Linked DNA regions of Danio rerio: region 1 is linked to region 2. A link is a contact called in public Hi-C data. All regions are on one chromosome and are shown on one strand. Each heading gives the region's core, a stretch centred on a gene start, on an enhancer-like site or on the middle of the called end of the contact. The rest is flanking DNA. Distances are from core to core; before and after follow the strand shown.

What was found. Hi-C and Micro-C count contacts between places; a contact is called where the count stands out from the background.
Region 1: a contact with region 2 is called in a Hi-C map of hematopoietic stem cells, with 2.2 times the contacts expected there. The contact joins the promoter of slka here to the promoter of adam8a in region 2. A contact is called at or near these places in 4 of 18 Hi-C or Micro-C datasets (caudal fin, embryo, hematopoietic stem cells and 1 more) and 1 of 4 datasets of contacts at active chromatin or transcription factors (embryo).

Annotation. Positions count from the first base shown.
Region 1 is chr13:28,037,472-28,043,600 of GRCz12tu, forward strand. It overlaps slka (STE20-like kinase a), which reads right to left and starts at 4,387. Exons shown (of 18, transcript NM_001145601.1): 1 at 4,238-4,387. The coding sequence starts at 4,387.
Region 2 is chr13:27,883,832-27,890,169 of GRCz12tu, forward strand. adam8a (ADAM metallopeptidase domain 8a) reads left to right here and starts at 3,728. Exons shown (of 25, transcript NM_200637.1): 1 at 3,728-3,815; 2 at 3,924-4,018; 3 at 4,106-4,179; 4 at 4,263-4,341; 5 at 4,440-4,516; 6 at 4,731-4,914; 7 at 5,122-5,187; 8 at 5,273-5,341; 9 at 5,441-5,610; 10 at 5,937-6,021; 11 at 6,130-6,263. The coding sequence starts at 3,764. znf511 (zinc finger protein 511) reads right to left here and starts at 1,505. Exons shown (of 6, transcript NM_001004531.1): 1 at 1,288-1,505; 2 at 1,101-1,174. The coding sequence starts at 1,488.

The DNA.
Region 1 (6,129 bases), core at 3,137-5,636, 150 kb after region 2:
AAATATCATACTTAAAGTGAAAATGTGCTTTATGCAATGTTAAAGTTAAATAAAGCTTGAAGCATCAGAATCCGTACTCTGTATCAACCGATCACCATGAAATGGCATCAGTATTCGGTATTGGCTCCAAAAATCCTTACGAGAGCATCCCTAATGCTCACATATTACATGTGAAAGATTTTTGAATGAAGGGTACATTACTTTATTTAAAAAGAATAGAAGTAAACACACCCTATTTACTAATCGATGATTATTTATTGAACATCAACGCTGAACAACTGAAGTTATAAACACACATTACCTTAAAAAAGTTTATCTTAGAAAAAATAAATAACACTTTTGGAAACCAAAATAATTGTCAATGTTTTTCATATTAAATGTAGAAAACAAACAGTATATTTTCTAACTCAAATAACTAAATTAAATTTTAAACTTTTAAACAGTGCATTTCTTGCATCTTCTGTAAACAAATATTTTAATGTATAATAATTTTAATATTGTATGTAAAATAAGCCATCTCAAGGCATCTCTGGCGCAGCTTCCAATCAACGTCAAAGAAGTGCAAAGTAAGGCTCAAGAATGTGTCCATCGTCCTATACTTGACCAGAGATCAGATGTGGCTGCAAAGTGGCCGCGGAAGTATAAACTAGCCTAAGCCTATCAGAGCGGGGTCACGTGACTCCACATACGGTAGAAAAAGTTATTGAAAAAATTAACCTGGAAAAGTTAGACCGATTATTAATTCTGAATGTCGATTTTGATTACTTTTCAATTGATCGCCCAGGCCCTAGTTTTACATATTCCACAAGAATGAACCAAGGCCAAAGATATGGTGAACTGTCATTTCATGCTGATTTTAGCCACAAATGAGATCTCCTCCCAGAAATGTACATACCACAAATTTATCCATTCAGAAAATACAGAACAGCTCACTTCCATATCAGATTACAGATTGAGATTAAAAACAATCCATGGCTGTCTGACTACCAATTAACACTATAAAACAACTAGCATGGACCAATTAATGTCCACTTATTTAATTTTATGTTGATTTGAAAAGACACAACACAACACAATGTACACAGTAAGCATGGGACGATAACCGTTTTAAGGTATGCAACGGTTTGGAAAAGTCAAGGTTTTAAAACCACCTACATTTTTGCTATACAATTCCTAAGATATATGTAAGGTTTTTTAAAACATTTTGTTTTAAGTTTTGTTAGGACAACTGCATTTTCAGCAGAAAAGATATCCAAATATGTTGTTTTAAATTGTAATGAAATGTGTGTGCTTTTTAACTAATAAAGAGAGCAGAAGTCAAAGATTCATTTGAATTCTTTAGCCTGACATGTTTACTGCTCCAAAATATTATAAATGTTTCTCAAAATAAAATATAATGTGTTTAATAGGGGAAAAAAAGTTGTACGTTTTTTTTTTACAGACATTGAAACAGAACTTATTTTAGAGTAGTAATCACAATACCGTAAAACCATGATATTTTTATCGAAGGTTATCATACCATCAGAATCTTATACCGACCCATGCCTAGTACACAGTATCGTTCCAAACAAGAGGAAAAAAAAGTAACAAATTGCTGGTGAACCGTACAAACAACAGATATTTATCATCACAGTCCCACACCTCTAGAATCACACGACGACCGCTAAACTGAGGCAGGAAGACCCTGCTGATTCACCCTCCTGATCAATTTCACCACACCTCTGCATGAGATACAACATTCTTTCATTGTCACTTCCCTCATTTAACACTGTCATAAAAGCACTAGCATTTTTAAATATGACGGGTTAGTTTTGCTCACTTATTTCAGAATAAGATCCTCATAAACATATTGATTATATTGTGTGGTTTGTTTGGATAAAAACATGAAACAAAAAAACAAGACTATTCTGTCTGCATATCATATGTGGTTGTGCAGCAACTCAATTCCTGAAGGGCCACAGCTCTGCAGAATTTAGCTTCAACTCACAACTGCTTAACAGTTCATAGTAATCCTTAAAATCATAGTTTAATCAGGTGTATTTGATTAGTTTTGAAGCAAAGCTGCAGAGCTGTGGCCTTCCAAAAATCAAGTTTGAAACCAATGTTGTACAATATATTAAGTTTATCACACCCATCTCGCTGTCACAAACACAATGCATTCCATAAATGGGAGCAGTATGAAAACATTCTCCAATAGATTCAAGTGAGTCTAAAGCAGGCAGTGAATGAAAGGAATGGTAAACTGTGTCAGGTTTAATTACCTTCAACTACAACAGGTTCTACAACACAAGCAAAACTAAAAGTATGTATTTGTGAATGCAATGAATTGGACAATCAGAATAACAACTACATCGTTTGACTTAATATATATATTTTTTTATCGAATTATGAGGAAAATCCTATTTATTTCGATATCTTTGTAGTTAATGATGAAGTTAAGCATAGTCTAAGAATGAGATGGTATGATAACCTAAAATATCACAGATTGACAGCATTGTGTTTACTGCTCTAAAATATATTCTTTTTAAATGTCTGGGTAAAAAACAAAAACTTTTCACCCCTTTGAACATAATATATTTTGTTTTGAGAAACATTTAAGATATATTGGAGCAGTAAACATGTCAGACTAATAATTCAAATGAATCAATCACTGATTTCTGCTGTCTTCATTCATTTCAGAAATACTCTTTAAATTTAAAGTAGCATCTTTGGATATCTTTTCTGCTGGAGATACTGTTGTCCTTAAAAATATGTAAATCAAAATTTTACACATACGTTAGGAACAGTATAGCAGAAAATTTTGGCGGTTTTAAAACCTTGACTTTTCCAAACCATGCTACACCTTGAAAATGGTTATTGTGCTATGCCTAAATGAAGCTGCCATTCATTTAAAATCAACATCACGTTACTTGTTTACCAACACGCTAATTCCCTACTGACCTGAAAATGATCAACATGGTAAAAACAGTTTTTGCTAAAATAATTGGCTAGATATTAGTAATCATAAAATCATTTTAAGCTTAATACCAACAGCTATATCTGCATTCTGCAATCGTGCATATTATTTTTGTGACTTGTTTTATTCTTCATAGTCATACAAAACATGACTAATCCTTATTTTGACAGAAGCTGGGGTTACCATGACAATACCGCTTATACTCATAACTAAAGATTAGAAGTGTAAAAAAGTACCAGTGAGTGAACTCAAAAGTCCTGTCAGGACTCAATTTGTCGCACTCTATGATGTGATGTACATAGAAAATGTTGAGATAGCAGGTTGACAGAAATAATTTCTCATGCCATTTTTTAAAAAAAAAGCGTGACAGTGCTAACCAGGAAGCTCAGCTCAATCATGAAGATTATGTCATTTGAAGATCAGTTAAAGCAGGGGTGTGCTAACCCCCAAAATAAAATGTCAGTCACCCGCAACCCTCATTTTTCTCTATGGTGGTTATAAATATAGAAACATTGCACACACAACTATAGGCCTATATAAGCTTATTGACAACACAAAAATGCAACAGTTTAATAACCATACATTTTTATAGTCATTTATTAATTTCATATTAACCTCAAATATCATATTTTTAATGTATTAGTGCCATAAAGGTTGTCAAAAAGTTTAACCTGGCACCACAAAATTAATCTGACACTATTGCTGTGCGGTTAATTTAAACACTGCAGGGGTCACAATCCAATGGGGGGAAAAAAGAATGGCTGATACATTTTTATTTCATACTGTTGTTTCTTTACTAATGTATTTATTAACTATCTCCTGTGAGTTATGAATAAAATATGGTAATTCTAATAGTTTGATAAATTTTATTTGAGTTCTGGAAATCACCATGCGATCCCTCATCATTGTCCCAAGAACTTCTAGGGGGTCCCAACCCCCACTTTGGAAACCACTGTAATTCCAGATTACCTTCAAATTATATAATTACCTGCTTCAGTGGAACACAACATCATATGTTAGTAAAAATAAGCCACCATTTGCTTTCTATTTATAGTATTTAAAACATGATGGAAGTGAAAAGCTGTCAGTGACTCAAAACATCTCCTTTTGCCTTCCACAAAAAAATATATTTAAACATTAACAAACAAAAATAACAAACATACAGGATACTAATTATAATACATGTATACACGTTGAAAATATTTACATTTTGGAGTATCTGAGCCTTTAATGCTAATCAGCAGAGTCAAAGAAAAAGAGCAAAACACTCATGTGATTTACCTTGTAGACTTTGCCAAAGGCTCCATCCCCAAGCTCTCCCACGATCTCCCAAAAATCCTCGGGGTTGACGTCTCTGTTGACATGCTCATACTGTTTCTTCTTCTTCTCCGTTCCCAACTTAAATATCTTCCGAAAATTGAAAAAGGACATGTTCCAATCGCGATCTAAAGGTCTATGGTCTACAAAAAATAGACTGACACGACATAAACTGTTAATACTGTGCTAGACGAATCACTTGGGGAGTTGGCTAATGGGCTAGCATGTGGAGGATCGATCCCCTGCTAACTCATTTAACGTCACCAGTGCAGCTGCAGACAGCTCCAAGTGAAACTGTTAATGACAGCGAATATATTAGTCTCTGTGCAAGAGACAGAGATCAACCTTTATGTGGCATTTCGCGTCTCCATAACAGTGATTCATCCAGGCGAGCGACTCCTTCCAGCATACAGGGATGGAAAAGTAACAGTCCACTTCCTCTGCTAGCCTCACAGCGGCTACATGTGTGTGTGATCCTCTGCTTTTGCCTTACCCGTCTGCTAAAAAACGAGCTTCTCAATCAAACAAGCGTCGCGTATTCAAATATGTCGTTTAAACAAACTACAATACAGTAAAATCCATTTGAAGGAGGCAGATAATTAGCTAGCACACCGTAAAAAGCGGAGCGGATGCTGATGACCAAACTCCAGTCTGAGCTCAGTCTACTCCTCGGGAGGGGTGTGTTTTACAGCTTAGCCAACCACAACAGTTTCGATAAAACCGAATAAACAATTTCAGGGCACAGGCATGCCAGTCGACGCTGCTCGCGGTGCCGAAACGGATGTTTTTCGCGCCTCGTTCAATGGTCGCTTGGGTCTCTCGTGACCAACTTCTCGTGGATGTTGCAGAAGGATTTCAGAGCGCGTGCGTTTGGCTAGGAAAGGCGCGTGCACGAATGTCGAAAAACTGGCGCAAGCGCAGTCGATGTTTGCCATGCAGAGTTATGGATGATTTGATTCATGCAGTTGAATCGAATCATTTGAATTGTTCGGCTTTATTATATATTATATATATATATATATATATATGCAATGCAAGTACAACAAATTAAAACAGTAAAGAAAGTTGCAAAGGCTAGGGAGAGATTTATCACTGGAATATATTAAATTAAATAAAGGCTTGTACAATTCGCATAGCTTTTTGATCTTTTGACGGTAATATGGTCACAATATAAGGCTTTACTTTATTTTTAAATGCATGAATTTTTCCTGTAAATTCGACAAAAATAATTCAGACTTGTTTGGTAGCTGTATGATACGCAATTATTAGGGCGAAATTCACCCAAAAACTACATTTTGCTGTTAGCAATTTAAGATGTCCTCCTCAGTAGACATTACTTTGCTCCCCTCCTTTAATAAGTCTTGAAATTGTTTTAACCCGTTACAGTGCCATTGCTTGTATTGATTTGTTTGGATATGTTTGCATACATGACAACAGTTGGGAAGACAAACTTTTGACATGTTCCTAAAGTTGAATATACATCATCCTGTGAGGGCAACCAATGTGATCACACACAGCACAGGAGCATTTGCAGTGAACTGTTTTGTTAGTTTTGTTTTTGCATAGTGATTCTTTCACTGCTGATGTTCCTAGTGTATTGTCATGTTGATTTTTAAAAATAGATAGTAGGCTAACAGATTACATGTAATCTGGATTATGCAATCGAATTCCAAATATTAAACACTTATAATTAGAGTAAACTATACTCATAATCACACTACAGTTCATTTTTATTATGGATTTCATGATTATATATATTTCTTTTTCTAATAAACCTCCACCTTAAATATGTTTATCATTCTTCATGATTCTTTGTGTTTATTCGTTATCTTTACTGGACATCCTTTAGTTTTTCC
Region 2 (6,338 bases), core at 2,478-4,977:
AGATATAAGTGGCACATTAGTATTAAGTCACAAGGATGTTGCTCAAGACGTTTCAGTCTTTTCCAATTGTGGAGTCATTAATTGTATTCTTGATGGTGGAAATTCACTGGCACAAAGGTTTTTAAAATAGGTCTGCAGGCTGGGAGGAAGCACTATTGGAAATGATTAAAATTTTTGGGCGGGGGAAAAACTTATAAAGTATAAAATAAATGACAATTAATAAATAAGTAAATACTTCATAAACAGGATGATGGTCATTTTAAATCATATGTAATAAAAGAAACTATTTATATAATTCATAAAATAATAAATAAAAATGAAATACTAACTAACAAATAAAGAAAATAATAAAAATAAATAGAAAAATGATATATTGTAAACAATCTCAAACTCAATCTCTCTCTCTCTCTCTCTCTCTCTCTCATATAATATAAGAAATTATCTTAACAAAAATAAAAAAATATTAATATTAATTAAATGAACATTAAAGATCCATATATACTATTTATTCTTTATAAAAAATATTAGGTCTTTATCCACTTTATTTTTCACCTAGGGGATAGTGTTTTTTTCCAGTGTCTTTTCCTGCCAGCTATACTTTTAGCTTTATAAAATTGCTCTTCACGCTGCTTGATTAGCATTCATATAACATTGTATAACTTGAGTGCACTGTATTAATGTAAACTCACTGGTGCAAACACTTTTACCATATGCAGATCCTTGAAATTATTCTGATTATTTTCCTGCAACAGCTAATGAAATCTTGCACATTTACAAAACACAGCTTACTTCCAAAAAAAAAAACACAGTTTACTTAAAAAAAAAACACCCAGGGGCTTTTTATTGAACAATGATTGTATTTGGGAAAAGATTGAAAACTCTGTAAAAATCAAATTACCTTATACACAGTAACTGTTTTAATTCTGACAACACTAATACTATCAGTAGTCATCAGAAGTCACATAAAAGATACATTTGACAGCTACACAAAACAAAACCACCAACTAACTACATGAAACATACTTTAATGTTTAACAAACTCTGATTTATTAGCGGTTTTGATAATTAACAAAAGTCATCTCAGTAAGAAAATCACTCACGTTGGAGGCTGTTTGTCATCCACAAATGACGTCACGATATTCTGTAGGTACATGTGTCTGTTTATGTCGCCATCCTGTTGAAGAAACATCACACATGTCATTGCTGGTCACGTCGTCACGCTGAGAAGTAAACATGCGTTGTACGGCACTTTCCTGTAGTGCAACCGATAAAACACAATAGTTTTACCTCAAAATATTCATCTTCCACAGCAAATCGAAGTCGTTGAGGTCTGAATTCAAAAGGTGATACAGCTTTTTCTTCTCCAGCTTCGGCTTTTTGTTGTATATCATGCCTCTTGGATTCCCTGTTTTCAGTTACCGGTATGTTCTTTGCCAGAATTTGTGGTGTAGTAGAGGCCAAAAATTCAATTATTTCGGGTTGCAACATTATATGTTATTAAATATAAGTTAACACAAACATACTCTCTGCGAGCACCCGCCTTTCGATTGCCTGTTCAAAAGCCTTTCAAAATAAAAGCCGCTTTATTGGATTGACGGCACCCAGAGCTTGCGAGAAAGTATACATTTTTATATTGTTTCAAAACAAAGTGTTAGCCAATTAAAAAATGTATTATATATACATCCATAGGAGGCTGTAACAGTCTGTACACACAAGTGAGACTACGTAAAAAACAAAACAAAAATAAAAGCAAAATAAAAGTAGCTAAAAACAAACCTGCACCTGCAAAATATAACCACTTGATGTCAGCAAAGTTATTTTCGCAATTCGATCCCTTTTCCGGACTGTTTGTCCTATCGAAGATGCTGCAACCGTGTGTTCATGCAGCTGAAATTCCCATTCATTCATTTTCTTTTCGGTTTGGTCCCTTTATTAACTTAGGGTTGCCACAGAGGAATGAACCGCCAACTTATTGAGCATATGATTTACACAACGGATGCCCTTCCAGCTGCAACCCATCATTGGGAAAATACCCTCATTCATTTACATTTACATTTAGTCATTTAGCAGACGCTTTTATCCAAAGCGACTTACAAATGAGGACAAGGAAGCAATTTACACAAGAGCAACAATGAATAAGTACTAAAGGCAAGTTTCAGGTCTCATTCATTCATTCTTTCATTCATTTTCTTTTCGGCTTAGTCCCTTTATTAATCTGAGGTCGCTACAGTGAAATGAACCGGCAACTTATCCAGCATATGTTTTATGCTGCGGATGTATTTCCTGCTGCAACCCAACATTGGGAAACACCCACACACTCTTGCACACACTCACATACACTACGGACAGTTTAGCCTATTCAATTCACCTATACCGGCATGTCTTTGGATTGTGGGGGAAACCGAAGCACCTGGACGAAACCCATGCGAACACGGGGAGAACATGCAAACTCCACACAGAAATGCCAACTGACCCAGCCGAGGCCACCGTGTTGCCATATCCTCATATATTAAAGTATTAAAGAAAATATCACTGCAAGAAGTAAGCTTTAAAATATTTGTAAAAAATGTGTCACTTTTACTATTCATGGCATTTTTGCCTTGGCTATTTATTAATAGTCAAGTGCTTCATTGTTGGATTTTCACTCTAATTATTTTTATAATAGCTTATAACTATTTTAAAAGTAGGTTAAATATTTAAAAAAGATCAATCAATATATAACATCTGGATTTATTTGGTGATAATTTTTAGTTTTCTCCCTGTGTCTTCAGTTGAACTCTTTGTCCCGGATAGTCTTTTGTAATATCCTTTTAGTAATAACGAACAAAACCCACATCCTCAATGACATCATCCTCCAGGTGATGACAAAATCTCATCTCAGCACAAATTTACAAAACCGCTCTTCCTATAATTTCATAAATTCACCTGAAACAATTTGTATGCTTTTGTGAAGTTGTGCCTCAAAGAATATCAGTGTAATAAATAAAATTAATTATAAATTAAATTAATTGGCACTGGAGGCCCAGAGTAGCATTTTATTAATGCAAATTGTTTAGAAAATGTTATACTATGTATAAACAAAATCACAATAGTCAAGAAAGAAGTCAAAAGTAAAAAAAAAAGAAACTAAAAGGACTATATAGTATTTAGTGCTGTAATATTTAGTTATTTTTTTAGTAGCACAAATTATGTATAAGAATAGTAATGTATACATTTATAGTCCAATTATACCATCTTGCTAAATGTTGACAATGCAAAAAAAAAAAAAAAAAAATCCACCTTGGGAGCTTAACCAGATTGTGCAGCTTTTGTTTCAGTTACAGATTTGAAAAAAAAAAAAACAAGTCAGCTGTTTTATTATGGAAAATAAATAAAATCTTAATTATAGATAAATTAATAATCAAACGCATAAGAATAAAAATAAATAAATAAATGTATGAATAATTATATTATATTATATTATATTAAATTATATTATATTATATTTTAACAATCACAAAGTCCTAAGATACAGATATAATAACTATTAACTATTTAGCGTATTATGATATTGATGCTTCATAAGAAAACGGTCACATTGACCGGTCTGTGACTCATTACTGACCAGTTTGTTATTACCGGATGAGGAGGTCGTAAACTTCTATGCTAATTTACCGTATAACCGAGGCGGAGCTTTAACTTTCAAGTAGCCCGAGTTTGTTCCCACAGACAGCAGCAGCAGCCCTCGAGTCCCGGAGCGAGAGCACACACAGCACAGCGAGCCATGCGATACACTGGACTATTTATAACGCTGCTTTCTTTCGTTTATACATGGGGTGAGCGCACAGATATGTGAGGATTCTTTAACAGCGAGTCATGTCAGTTTGCGTGATGTGTTTTACATGTAATTTAATCCTGTGGTGGTGATTTGTTTGTTGCTGTAGAGAGTCTGGAGGCTTTACCTCATGTGATGCGCTATGATGTGGTCCGGCTTCAGGCATTGAGAGGGAGAACCAGAAGAAGCGCCTCTTCCCTCCAGGTCCTTACTTTAATAACTGACTTATTGACATTTACACTGGATGATTGAGTTACTTTTATTCATGCTTGCTTGCTTTGATTTATTTAGAAATATCCTGAGCAACTTGAATATGATGTGGCTATAGATGGGAGAAACTTGACAATATCTTTGCACAGAAATAGGTGAGAATGGGACTGTCTATTGCAACAATGTATGTTAATACTATGTGGAGGCATTGCATTTATACTCGTCCTTTGTTTTATAGAGAACTTTTAGGGAAACAATACACTTTGACACATTATGGCGAAGATGGGATTTCCGAGACAAAGTCATCAAACAAATTTGTATGTGGAAATTTTCAACTAACATGTTAATTTGCTGTATGTTTGACACAGTGTGTGTATATGAAGCTTAATGCTATTGTCTTTTGTGTTCATATCAGAATCACTGCTACTATCATGGACACATCCATAATTTTGAAGATTCCTCAGTCAGCGTGGGACTTTGTTCTGGAATGGAGTAAGAAAAATTAAATATTAAGCAACTTTTGAAAAGAATAGATTGAACATCAAATATGTTGTAAAATATACATAAATATATATTAAATATTCTTGATGTCTACTTTGTGTAGAGTAAAAACATTGATTCGCAGTTGCATTTCTTTGGAAAACATTGACAAATGCTTACAAAATTTCCACTAATATTTAATGCATGTATTCTTGTTGTTGTACAGAGGATTTCTGAGAGTGAACGATCAGGTTTATTTGATAGAGCCCTTGGAAGAGTCTTTGGATGGGGACCATGCTATTTACAAGCAAGAGCATTTAAGGACCAAGCGAGGGGCCTATGGATACATTAATGACACAGTCTATGACCTTGGCCCAAAGTCTAGTGGGCTGTATAAAGGAAAAAATATGGTAATGATTTTATAATAATCTGTTATTAAACCTAAGCTGTAATTATTTCAGTGATATTTTTAGCATTTTATATTTAACCATATATTTAGTGACGGTTTTCAATGGAGAGAATTGTTATTATTATTAAGCAGAATGTTTAATTTGTACCTCAGCATCTTTTTATCTTACCAGTTTTATGACAAAAACTTTATGTCATCTGCCATTTAGAGAAACAAAGCCCCGAGAGGAGGACAGCAGATCGTTGAGATGGTTTTAGTTGTTGATAATACAGAGGTATGAAATGTGGTTTAATGAAAAATAGATATTGACTGCAGTGTTTTGTTTATATTATTAAAATTCATCAATACATTTTCTTTAGTACAAGAAGTTTGGAAGTTTTAAGAAAATAGAAGAAAGAATGATGCTGGTCGCAAACCACGTAGACAAGGTATACTACGACTTTTGATTTGTTTGATCTGCATGACATTATATATTGTGAAAAGGATTTTCAAAGTAATATTTTTAATATTTTCCTCCTTACCTTTAGCTTTACCGGCCTTTAAACATACGTGTCATGTTGGTTGGACTGGAGGTTTGGTCTCAAAGAGACTTAATTGATGTCAGCAGTAGGCCAAATCTTACTCTGGAACGGTTTTTAAAATGGCGTCGCGATAGCCTGCTTCAGAGGAAGAAACATGATAATGCCCATTTTATTACGTGAGTCACTGATTGCTCATTTTAATCTTCTGTGTTGATCATGTATACTGTCTGCATTTTTCCCTTTAAACAATTTTTATTATACAATGTATATGGTTATATCTCATGATGTCATGAGTATAGTATAACTACATTTTAAGTACTGTGCAATATTAAATAACTGCATGTGCTTACTAAATGTTTAGGTTTATGTTTAAGGGTTAGTTGCACACAATATTGCATAATTTATTATTATTGCTTTACTAATTACATGGAGCATGTGTGACAAACATACTGTAAATATCAGCGAAATATCCATTTATGACCGTTGTTCTTTTTTTATTCAGTGGTATTGATTTTGAAGGGTCCACAGTTGGGTTGGCTACATTATATGCAATGTGCTCTTCTTCATCCTCTGGTGCTGTGAATGAGGTATACCTATGAGTGTGTTTGTTTGTGTAAATAATGGATTAAGACTTATCACTGATGTTGGAAGGTAGTGGTAAATAGCATTAATTAAGATGTGCTTTCTTTTCAAAGGACCACAACAGCAATCCCATTGCAGTGGCTTCTACAGTTGCACATGAAATGGGACATAATCTGGGAATGTCACATGATGATTCAAGCTGTGGATGCTCCTCTAACAAGGGCTGCATTATGGGAGATACCATTGGGTGAGTCTCAGTAAAAATACTTCAGAAATGCAAGGCCATGAGAGAATCACTTATTGGTTTGCAAACATATGCAGT